Regions from separate parts of the Mus musculus genome. Here all the other regions are linked to region 3. The links are chromatin contacts, called in public HiCAR-type maps. All regions are on one chromosome and are shown on one strand. Each heading gives the region's core, a stretch centred on a gene start, on an enhancer-like site or on the middle of the called end of the contact. The rest is flanking DNA. Distances are from core to core; before and after follow the strand shown.

What was found. HiCAR-type assays count read pairs that join an accessible place to other places.
Region 1: a contact with region 3 is called in a HiCAR-type map of astrocytes, with 9 times the contacts expected there. The contact joins the promoter of Maoa here to the promoter of Cask in region 3. A contact is called at or near these places in 4 of 39 promoter capture datasets (cranial neural crest, frontonasal cranial neural crest, hippocampal neurons and 1 more), 4 of 484 Hi-C or Micro-C datasets (CD4 T cells, CD8 T cells, cerebellum and 1 more) and 2 of 115 datasets of contacts at active chromatin or transcription factors (astrocytes and embryonic forebrain).
Region 2: a contact with region 3 is called in a HiCAR-type map of astrocytes, with 6 times the contacts expected there. The contact joins the promoter of Maob here to the promoter of Cask in region 3. A contact is called at or near these places in 1 of 39 promoter capture datasets (cranial neural crest) and 2 of 115 datasets of contacts at active chromatin or transcription factors (astrocytes and stem cell-derived neural progenitor cells).

What each region holds. Positions count from the first base shown.
Region 1 is chrX:16,617,319-16,621,139 of GRCm38.p6, reverse strand. It overlaps Maoa (monoamine oxidase A), which reads right to left and starts at 1,442. Exons shown (of 15, transcript NM_173740.3): 1 at 1,227-1,442. The coding sequence starts at 1,299.
Region 2 is chrX:16,815,714-16,819,043 of GRCm38.p6, reverse strand. Maob (monoamine oxidase B) reads left to right here and starts at 1,678. Exons shown (of 15, transcript NM_172778.2): 1 at 1,678-1,814. The coding sequence starts at 1,769.
Region 3 is chrX:13,844,996-13,848,547 of GRCm38.p6, reverse strand. Cask (calcium/calmodulin-dependent serine protein kinase (MAGUK family)) reads left to right here and starts at 1,992. Exons shown (of 27, transcript NM_001284503.1): 1 at 1,992-2,540. The coding sequence starts at 2,482.

The sequences.
Region 1 (3,821 bases), core at 193-2,692, 2.8 Mb before region 3:
TGTCCACAAGGATTTGCTTCCTTCTGATACTGCAACACACAGGCCTATTACTTGCTGCCACTGGCTAGGATAGCCAAAGGAACAGTCCATACCAATCTGATAATTAGACTGTTTATCCTGAACAGGCTGAGTCCAAAGCTACCTATATCTAAAATAACTATATAAGCACGTTTATGGTCTACTCAAAGGGAACATATATTAAAATAGATACTGTGGGGGCACCCTATTTACTCCTTCCTACTGTCTTTCTCCCTCTAAATTATATCTTGCACACATCTCTGAAATTATTAACACTTGAGAGAAAGGGCTTGGACTTCTACCTAGAGACAAAGAATAACTCCTAAATTTTTACAATGACAATATAGGTGGCAATTTAATATACATATATTTATGAGGTCTCCAGGAAAATAGAGAAAAAAATTTCATCTTCCCCTTACTTGATGAGCCATTTAAGCCAATACCACAGGACAAGATTTAGACAGTGCAGCTCTCAGCAAAAGCATACAAGAGATTCCCTTTGAACAATTCACTACACTTTTATACAAGTTCTGAAAAAAACCCAGCAGGAATACGTTGAAACTTCCAGCTCTTTAAAAAAAAAATTACTTTTTTCTAAAAGATGCTGTCTCCGTATTTTTTTTTTTTTTTTTACCTACTCACTTTCTAAGCAATGGTGCTTCAGAGAAGAACTGAACTGAACTAATCCTACTACTACTTCAGTAGTACATACATAGACTGGCTGTTGTGCTATTCAGAGGAGAGGATGTGAAGTCAGGGAGGCTAAGCAACCACCTATAGAATTGGAAGTGAAGGTCTTAAATGGGAGAAAACAGGTCTGTGGCTTCCCAGGGAGGTATTCAGACACCAGGACAGTTACTGAAACTCTTAAGCCACAGTTGCTTGGTTTTGTAAAATAGCAAATGTGTTGCCAACCCACCACACTGTTGAAGACAGGGGAAACTCATGTAATCTGCTAAATGTAATTGCAAAACAAGAGCTAATTAATCATTAGTATTAAGTAGTTAGGAGTCAAATTATTTTGCCTCCCTCCACCAGTGTATGCAAAGGGACAAGCCCCTGCTCCCATCTGGCAGGATCTGGGGCCCTGTTATAGTTAACACTCACACGGAGGAGAAAGACCCTCCCAAACACAACAGGGACACTGCAAGTTCCCTACCCCTGGTCATCTAGGGCCCCTTATGCTACTATTAAAGATCCAAACTAACCTGAGATGCCGCCTCCAATCACGACTACGTCGAACATGTGGCCTGTGATACTGGGCTTCTCCAGATCCGTCATGGTTTGGGTAAAATTCTCCCGAGACTTGGGTTTAAAAGGGGGGACCGCCCAGGGTGGAACAGACCCTTGTACCGCCCCTTGACTGAAGTCCGAGGGCGGAGCTGATGTATCTATCCATACCCGGGAAGAGCCCGGCCCTGAAGGCGGAGCGCGCTCTTGTGCAAAAGCTAGGGGAGCGCTCAGGGGCGGAGCTGATCCTTGCTGAGATACCCAGGGAGAGCCCCATACGCAGGGCAGGGATGGCCCTAGCATAGGCACTTGAGAGGCATGGAAAGGAGCGGGCCCTTGATCATACAGTGGAGGAGATATGGATATAGGACTATCGAGTGACATAGGCAACAGGGATTCGTCACGGGGAGCGGAAAGTGTTGATGGTGATAACCAAGAAGAGGCTGATACAGAATGCCTGAGAGAATCTTCTGCCGATTCTAGTGGGGAGTTGTCTGGTGTGTCTGGCAGGGATGTGCTTCTGTGCATAAGATGTTCTGGTGCCAATCCCCAGGAGGGGCGACACAATACGGATGGAAGGGATGGAGTGGGCTCCACTGCCGACCCTTGGGGAGTGCTGGTCAGTGAGGCAGGGATAGACCCCAGTTCTGACTCAACAGAAGTGCTAAGTATAGAAGCCATGGAGGACACTTGCACAGAAGCCAACGAAAATCTTTGCCCAGATAGGGATGAGTCTGGCATTGGGATGGATCCTACTGTGGATATGCGCTGAGAGAAAGAGCTAAGGAGGGTGGAGTCTGAGGCAACTGTGGGGACCTGAACGCCCCGATGGTGAACGCGGAGGCCCTGGGCATTCCTCTGGCCAAAATTATCACTGAGGCTCTGAGGGATGTTGAGGGCACTCGAAGGACTCCCCTGCTCCTGAATGGATTCGTTCGTCCGAGTCGAGGGAAGGGGTTGGGAGACGGTCCGCCGCAGAGGGTGGGAGGACTCGAACGAGCTGGCAGAGCTACTACTGCCTGCATGGGACTTCTCCACGTGGGTCTGGGAAATGGCACTCCGGGCTCCGGGGGCCAAATCCACCTCACGCCCCCGGCCACCGCGGCCACGCGTGACGCCCCTGCCTGGGGGGAAGGCCTTCTTTTCTGACATAATTCTCACAGCGGCGGGAAGCCGCGAATGGCTACCCTAAACCACCCCCATCAAGGGCGCTCCGCTTTCAGGGCCCAGCCATTTGTTACCAGTCCGCACTCAGAAGCCTAACCCAAGCGCGCCCGGCCCACTGGGAGGCGGGAAGATGCGGCGTCAGCGCGGCGCAGCTCCGCCTCTCCCACCTGCAGGCCTCATTTGTAGGCCGCCCGTTGAGGCCGGGCGATACCACTATGACGCGGAGGGGGCGTGTCTGTGGGCGGAGTCCACGTCAGCGCTCGCGCGACGATGAGTCTTATTAGCCTGAAGCTTTCACGGTATTCTCTTTTATCTAAAAGTAATGTGAGCTGGGGCGCGCTCAAGAAAGCCTATATTTTAAGGAGACAAACCCGAAGGGAGAAATGGGGGGACTCTACCCAGCTCAGTTTGGTTTAGCCCTCTGGTGACGTCACGAGGAGGTGTTGTCCTCGCAGCCCTGCAGGGGTCTCCGACCTGGGGGGGTGGGGTGGGGCAAACCGCCACTCCAACGGAAAGGTTCTTGGAATTCTTTGGTGTGTTTATATCTGAACATATCTAACCACAATCTCAGGAACTATGCAAGAAAAAAAATAACTCAGCTATCACAAATTGTTACCGAGATTTAGACAGGAAAGCTAAGGGATGCCTAAGGTGAAAATAAAACAAGAAAATATGCGGAGCGGTGTAAAACATAGTGGCACACACTTGTAATCCAAGCATTTTGGATTCTGAAACAGAAAGATTGCAAGTTAGGGGCTGGTCTACTCTAGTGTGAGTCCAGGTCCTAGGGGTAGGGGGATGGCCACGGAGTGAGGAAGAGTTAGTGAGGGAAAGGAGAATTTAGTATCCTTAAACAAACACTGTTATTTATTATAATTATATATATATATATATATATATATATATATATATATATATATATATATATAATTTTATTTGCTGAAAAGTTCCATACTTACAAATTAACGTATCTCGATCATCTCCATCCCTCCCACTACCCAAAACACCTTCGTTATTATTTTTCTTTTAAAGATGCAGTGTCATAGTTTCACTGTGTTGATTGAATTGGCCTCTAGTAGTTCAAGGGATCCTCTTCTTTACCTTACCTTAAGCTCTCTATTAGCTGGAGCTATATGTAAGCCTTAACATGCAAAGATTCTGGAACATTCATGGGGATGTTAGTTCTGTGAGCTTCAATATGTTTACACAATGAAGCACTAAATTAAAATTTTATTACATTTATTTCTATTTATTTTGTGTGTGCTAGACTCAGTTCCCTCCTAATACCACGTGGGTCCCAGGGATGTAACTTAGGTCATCAAGTTTGGCAGCAAGTGCCTTTGAACAAAAATTCATCTCACTAGCCCAAAACACCGAATTTTAAAAATGAAGTACTCTAGCCCAGC
Region 2 (3,330 bases), core at 429-2,928, 3.0 Mb before region 3:
GCTGTTTATCCGGTTTAGGAGTTCTCTGGTGGAATTTTTAGGGACACTTATATATACTATAATATTATCTGCAAAAAGTGATATTTTGGCTTCTTCCTTTCCAATTTATATCCCCTTGATCTCCTTTTGTTGTCGAATTGTGACAATTCCCTTCTGGTCGGTGCCAGCACCTGCTCACCTTGGGCTCGGAGTAGGCGGACACCCCCAGGTCCCCTTTCTTTTGTTCTTTTCTGATTAGAAGAAATATATCCCTGTTTTGCCTGTCATCTCAGCTTAAGCATTTATAACCTTATTGGATGAGTCCTCCATTTGCAAAAGCCACAGTTCCCAGATACTCATCCCAAGGTCACATAAAAGTAAAAGACCATTTGGAGTGGGGAACGCTGAATCCCATTCACCTATCCAAGGTCTCTTCACCACCTTTACTGGTATTCTGGGTGCCAGCTTCCATGGATTATACCACAGATGCATGAGTTTAATCAGTGAGAAGTTGATTGTATTATTTCCCTTGTGGTACAGGGAAATTGAGGGCTTAGCTTATGGCAGGCAAGAACTCTACTACTGAGCTATCCCTTCCCCTGGCTCCTGAAGATGACTTTTTCTATCCTTGTAAGAGTGGGGAAAGTTGGATGTCTTTAGGTTAGGTACTTCATCACAATGTTAGAGCAGCCTTTTGCAGTTAACTAAACAACAGCATTTTGTGTGTGTGTGTGTGTGTGTGTGTGTGTGTGTGTGTGTTGTGTGCGCGCGTGTGCGTGTGCGTGTGTGCAGATGATTGAAATGGGGATGAGTAAAGTAAGGCTGGGAAGGTTAATCCTGTTTGATCTATCAAGATGCGCCTTGGACTCTTCCTTGTTTTTATCATTAATGTAAGTAGGCATGTATTGATCACACATAGCTATGAGGTATATATTCGATTTTAGTTTTTATGTATATGGGTGTTTTTACCTGCATTTATGAATACAACATACATGTCAGGTACCCATTGGAGGCCAGAAGAGACCCTGTGATTCCCTGGGACTGGGATTACAGATAGATCTATAGGGTAAGATGTGGTTTTAAATACATATATAGGTGTTTTGCCTGCATGTGCAAATATAACTTGCATGCCTAATGCCCACTAAAGGTCAGAAGATGGTGTAGGATCCCCTGGGATTGAAATTACAGGTGTCTATGAGTGTTGGCTATTGACCATAGATCCTCTGTTGGAGCCATCTCTTAGACCCTGAGGTGACATTTTAGTACACATTTTCTTTTTACCACATCACTTAGTACTTTGTCTGCTTTCCTCTTGTGTCAGCTGGGTCATTGTGAAATTGAGCAGAAATCTTGCACAATAGGTTTAACACAGTGCCTGGCACTTGAAAGGCTCTTAATCTTTGGTCCCCTACTCTGATTGGAAGGGCTTCCAGCTCCTCAGCTGCACAGAGTGATCACAAGGCAGAGTGGAAAATATTTTGTAGAGGGCAACAGGGTCTTGACCCCTGGGGACGGACTTTCAGGTTCCAGGTCACCCTCCCAGCTGGGGTGCTCGCCCTCCTTGTGCCTGTGTTGTCGGGCTGGGGGGTGGGGGCGGGGGCGGGGGCGAGGGTTAAGAGCTCCACCCAGCTTGCGCGCCTGCGGGTGGACAGGCGGGCGGGGCTCTGAGTCTAGGCGGCCCTCCAGCTTAAAGCCAGCTAGTGTGAGGGGACAGTAAGCAGCGCGGTCGCAGGCAGAGGTCCAGACGCAGTAGCAGCGGACGCAAGAGACCTGGAACCTAGCAAGCAGCATGAGCAACAAAAGCGATGTGATCGTGGTGGGGGGCGGCATCTCAGGTCAGTCGCCTCTGTGAGCTAGAGCTAGAGCTATCTAAGTTCTCAGAAAAGTGGCTGGCTCGAAAGGCCTGCAAAGCAAAGGGGCAGGAGCTGACCCTAGATTCTAGACTGTAGGTGTACCTGAGGCTGTCTCTTTGGGTCAGAACTGAATTACTGTCTAGCTCTGTTTTTCCCAGGAAAAGGATTTAGTGAGTCCCTGGGCCACAAGTGGGCGACTGGAAGCATGCTGAGGGTTTGGGGTCAGACTTTGGACTTTTCTTAGGCTTGCTGGAATTTTCCAGCTGAGGAGAAAGGGGACTGGAAAGCTGGAGACAATTGCTGGGGTTGAGGGACCTGCAAAGGTCAGTAATTGGTTCCAGAATGACCTAGACACTGTACTCACTCAAAACAGGCAAGCAACAGGTTATTATGTTGGCACTGAACAAGTGGCCTTGAACAAGAAAAGGGGTGCTATTCTGACCAATCAATTGCCCAGGATCATTAAGAGTTCGGTAATTCCATGTGGTCCCTCGATGGCTATGGATCTGACAGAGCCAACATATTGTGTCTTCTTAGTGAATGCTCCCTCTAGCCTCACTTCACCATGCCATTTCTCCTTGAGTACCCTAGGGTGACTGAACTGCCACTAGGTTCTCAGGTCCAAAGACTGCCCATCCATAGGGAGCAAGGACAAGAAACACAGAAGCCAGAAGTGGGGAATGGGGAACCCCTGTGAGGAATGGGAGTCTAAGGAAGGTCAGGCAGACTCCATGGTATAGGGCTGGTGAGAATATGCAATGCTTTCAGTATGGCCAGCTTAACTGAGAGACTTAGACTCCAAGAGGAGTCTATTATTGGAACGGTAGTGAAGATGATATCAAAATCTGTAATTGTTTAAAGATTTGCCTTCACTTGACTTTTAATTGGACATATGGAGAAAGAGCCATCCTTTCTTGCTATCATGAGCACAGGACAGGGTGACCAAACTCTCCGGGAACCATAGAACACAAACAAGCATTGGATGGGTGCTGACCTTGGTTCTGTGTATTCATGGTAGCCCTCCTCACCTTTGGGTCAGATGTTGGGCTAATTAATACCTCTGTCTAGCCAGTCATGGTGAGCGTACCCACAGCAGCCAATCAGCCTGGTACTGCAGATGCATTGATGGGTGAGCACAGTGTCCTAAAATGGCAAGGCTGGACAGAAATTCAGCTTTCATGGCAATCCTTTTGGAATCTTCTATCCAAGAAAAGCTTGGAATGAACATTAACAGCATCCCCACGTAGGCACCATAGAAAGTATTACGGCTATAGCCACTGTCTTGCACAACACTCTAACTTGTGGGAAACTGAGCCTTCCCTTTCCAGGCCACTAACAAAAGTACTTCACTTTCCCAAAGTGCCTTCATGGGTTTTCTACTTTTTCCCCATTATTTTGGCTTTTCTCATTTATACTTCAAACTTTCAACTGTATGCTTTGTGTGTGTGTGTGTGCAGGGAACAGTACTCAGAACCCTACTGTGCCAGGCAAGGCTTCT
Region 3 (3,552 bases), core at 743-3,242:
TGGAGGTGTGGCGTAGCTCTTGGTATGGCAATCCACCTATAAACCCCCCACTGCTGGAGATAAGGAAATTGGACCACTTAGCCACTAAGACTCTTCAGCTCGAAACCAGCGCTCCATGTACAGAGACCATGCTTAGCCTTGCCCTTATTTTTTTTTCCACCTGCGTTTCCTTTTCTGCTTAATAATCATCCGTTTGTACTTTTGAGAGAAATTCTCCACGAAAGATAAACTCCAAAATGAAGTAGACAAACCTTAGCATAGCTCATGTTTTGGCAGGAGAAAGAAAGTTAGGCTGGCAAGGTGACGTGGGGTTCAGAGGAGAGTGGATGATTCCGAATTCATTGGGTGACAGGTAGACATGATAGGTTGGGGTAAGCGACTTGGAACTGTTGGGCCCCCAAAGAAGACAAAGTGTTTTGGGCTCTGAAGCCCATTCTTTAGAGAAAACACAAAATCTTTGGGAAAGGAGGAAAACCTATTTGTGCAATTATATTTCCCCTGATTTGCAAGAAAGAAATGAAAAGGAAAGAAGGTTTAGCTCCCAAATATTTAGCAAGCAAATCAGCCAGGCTCTCGAGGGAGTGATTAAGGGTTTGTACAGATCGTTTTGTTTTTTGTTTTGTTTTGTTTTGTTTAAAGGAAATGGGCTTTATCTTCACCCTGCCCCCTGCACTTTGGTAAATACTAGTTTAAAAAATACCGCGCTGAGAATTTTAACAGATGATTTCTGGAGAGCTGACTTATGAACTAATTGGACACTTCTGCTATGAGGAGGAACAAAGACTTCTTTTTTTATTGGTCTTCAACTAAGGCATATACCTGTCTGGTGGCGTTGGCTCATTCTGCACATGCTCAGTTGAACAGAAATCTTCATATTGCATACAACCTAGCACAGCGGCAACACCCACAGCCTTACTCCGCGGCTGACCCTGTGCGTCCATTCCTTCTAGTGACATTTTTTTATGCTAAGAACTCCAACACTTATAGGGAGTGAACAAAGCAGATGCTGGTGCTGAGGAACAATATTCAATGGATTTAAAGTCTCTTTACGACACTCTTTTCCTGGTCCGTCTCTAGGTTTTGTCTAGCAGCAATAGAAACTGCATAGATATTGGTTAGTTTGGAGCGGGTGGCAGGCGAAGCTGTTTCGCTAGTTCACTGTTCTTGTTGTACACCTTCCTCTGCAGTTTTTGTTCCGTCCTTTCCTTGGACAATTCTCCCCCTCCCCCAGCCCTCATCTTCATTAAGGAATGGCAAGGTGGCACTAAAAGCATCCACCGCCGCCAAACACGGTCTTGAGTGACAATCTTTCTCCACCTCCTTTCAGGCTTTTTCATTCATTAGAACCTTTTCTCTGCGTTTCCCCCCTCCCCCAGCAAAAACCTGGGGAACGGCTTTCTGAGATTACGAAAGAAGAGGGAAAGCTGCCAGAGTGCTGAGCACGCCGTCTAAGAACGTGCAGACTGCTATGGACCTTTTGTCCCTCGCCCCTCTTCTCCACTTGGTCGCAGCTTGGGAGTAGAGGCGACGACCTCCACCAGCCCCACCTCAGCAGCTGCAACCCGCAACCCGGGCAGCTCCGCTAGCCGACCCCCAGCGCCCTCTAGATTCCCCGCGCCCGCCGGTTCTTCGTGACGTTGCGGGCGCTGCGCGCAGGCGCCACTGGGAGCGCTTTTTTTTTTTCCCCCTCCCTTCCTCCGCCTCCTTCCGCGGTCCACGCCTCCCAACGGGCTGGAGGGGCGGGGCCTGCGGGTCTCGCTGCCGTGCGGGCCGAAAGGGAGGAGGGTTAGTCCGCGCCAGGCGGGTGCTCGGGCTCGGGAGCCTGGCGGCTGCTGAGGCTGAGGGGAGGAGCTGAAGGCAGCGGTCGCGGCTCCCGCCCGCACTGAACGCTCATCCCGCGAAGCCCCCTCCCACACTCGGGAGGGCGGCGGCGGCGGGAGGAGGAGGAGAAGGAGGAGGGAGCGTCTCTGCCGCCGCCTCCTGGTCCCCAGCGCGGATCAGCCGCCACCACCTCCCTTCGCGACGATCCTCCCTCCATGGTGCTGCCGCGGCCCCCCCTGTAGCCCGAGCTGCCCCGCGCCGCGCCGGAGCCGGTCTCGGGCAGAGGGAGCGGTCGCGGCCTCGCGGCCCGCGCGGGCTGACGAGCGGAGAGTGCGGCGCTTCGCGGTCCCCGAGGGTCCGCACGCCCCGGCAGCGCGGTCGCCAGCCACCGCGCGAGGAGCAGCGGGCGGGCGGGCGGCGCCGGGCCCGGGCCGCCCTCGCTCCCACGCCCCGGCCCCGCCGCCCGCGCCGGGGCGGCAGCCGGCAGAGGAAAGGCGCTGCAGTCTCCGGGCCTCACGGCCCCAGTCGAGCTTCCTCAGCACCGAGGGCTTGCGGGTCCTGAGTGGAGGACACGAGCCCGGAGCCGGGCACTGAGCTCTTGGGCGCCCCCAACCCAGTTTTCAGAACCCTCCACGCTGCGGCCGCTGTCCCCTTCGGACCATGGCCGACGACGACGTGCTGTTCGAGGATGTGTACGAGCTATGCGAGGTGATCGGCAAGTGAGTCTCCACGCGAGGGAGCGGGAGTGTGGAAAAATGCTTTTCAGCGATGCCCGGGGCCTCCCGCACCCGTTCCGGGCCTGCCCCCTGCCCTCTCTCCCTCCCCTCTGCCTCCCTCGTTCTCTTCACCCTGGAGAATTTTTAGACGTGTACCTGGGTTTCCTGCCAGGAATGGGTCTGGGGGCTTCTTAGTAATGCGTGGAGGCCACCGAGCCCCGGTCGGCCACCCCATAAGGCGTGGGGCGGGCTCCCTGCATTTTATCTGACGGTTACACAGGGACGTGGCAGGACCGATTTTGTAGTTGCTTCCTGGGAACAGTTGGGGTTTTTGTTACCTTTCCTGTACCATAGACCTTTCACGAAAAGAGCAGCCTGCATTTCATGAGCTTGTGTGGAGAGAGCGAGAGAGCGCGTCCGGGGTTTTTAATTGTGGGGTGTGTGTCTATTGTGCCAGGATATTAGACAGATGCCTTTGTGTTCACCCCATGCCCGGATTTAAGAGGGTCATTGAAGACGGATGCGTCCAGTTTCAGCAAATTCTTCACCTGCCATAGACAAACATAGAAAGAGTTGGGGGCACCCAAATTTTTAATGCCTCGTTATGCAATGACTGTACAATCAGTGCTCGAGGCTCCCTTCCACTGTTGTTGGGATGGTGGTTAGCGTGGTAGAGCCGTCTGCTTTGAGTCACCGGGCTGGTCTAGAATATAGAACTGACAGTCCAAATGCTCATCCTTTCATCTGTGTTGTATAATTACACTAGGGAAAAGCAGGGAATCAGATTAATCACAGTCCTGATTGAGAATTAAATCTGCAGTTCCTCATCTAATTGTCCAGTCCTGAAATCTGTTTTGAATTGTTTCCTTTTCATTCTTGTCAAACAGTATTCCAAGTGCACAATCCTGCTAATTTGCTTGTGAGGGAAATGCTGGCAATCTGAAGTTGATTTCCTAGTTCAGCGTGTATTCTCTGGCTTTGGAAGTTGAGATCAGATTTAAGAGCGATTTTTGCT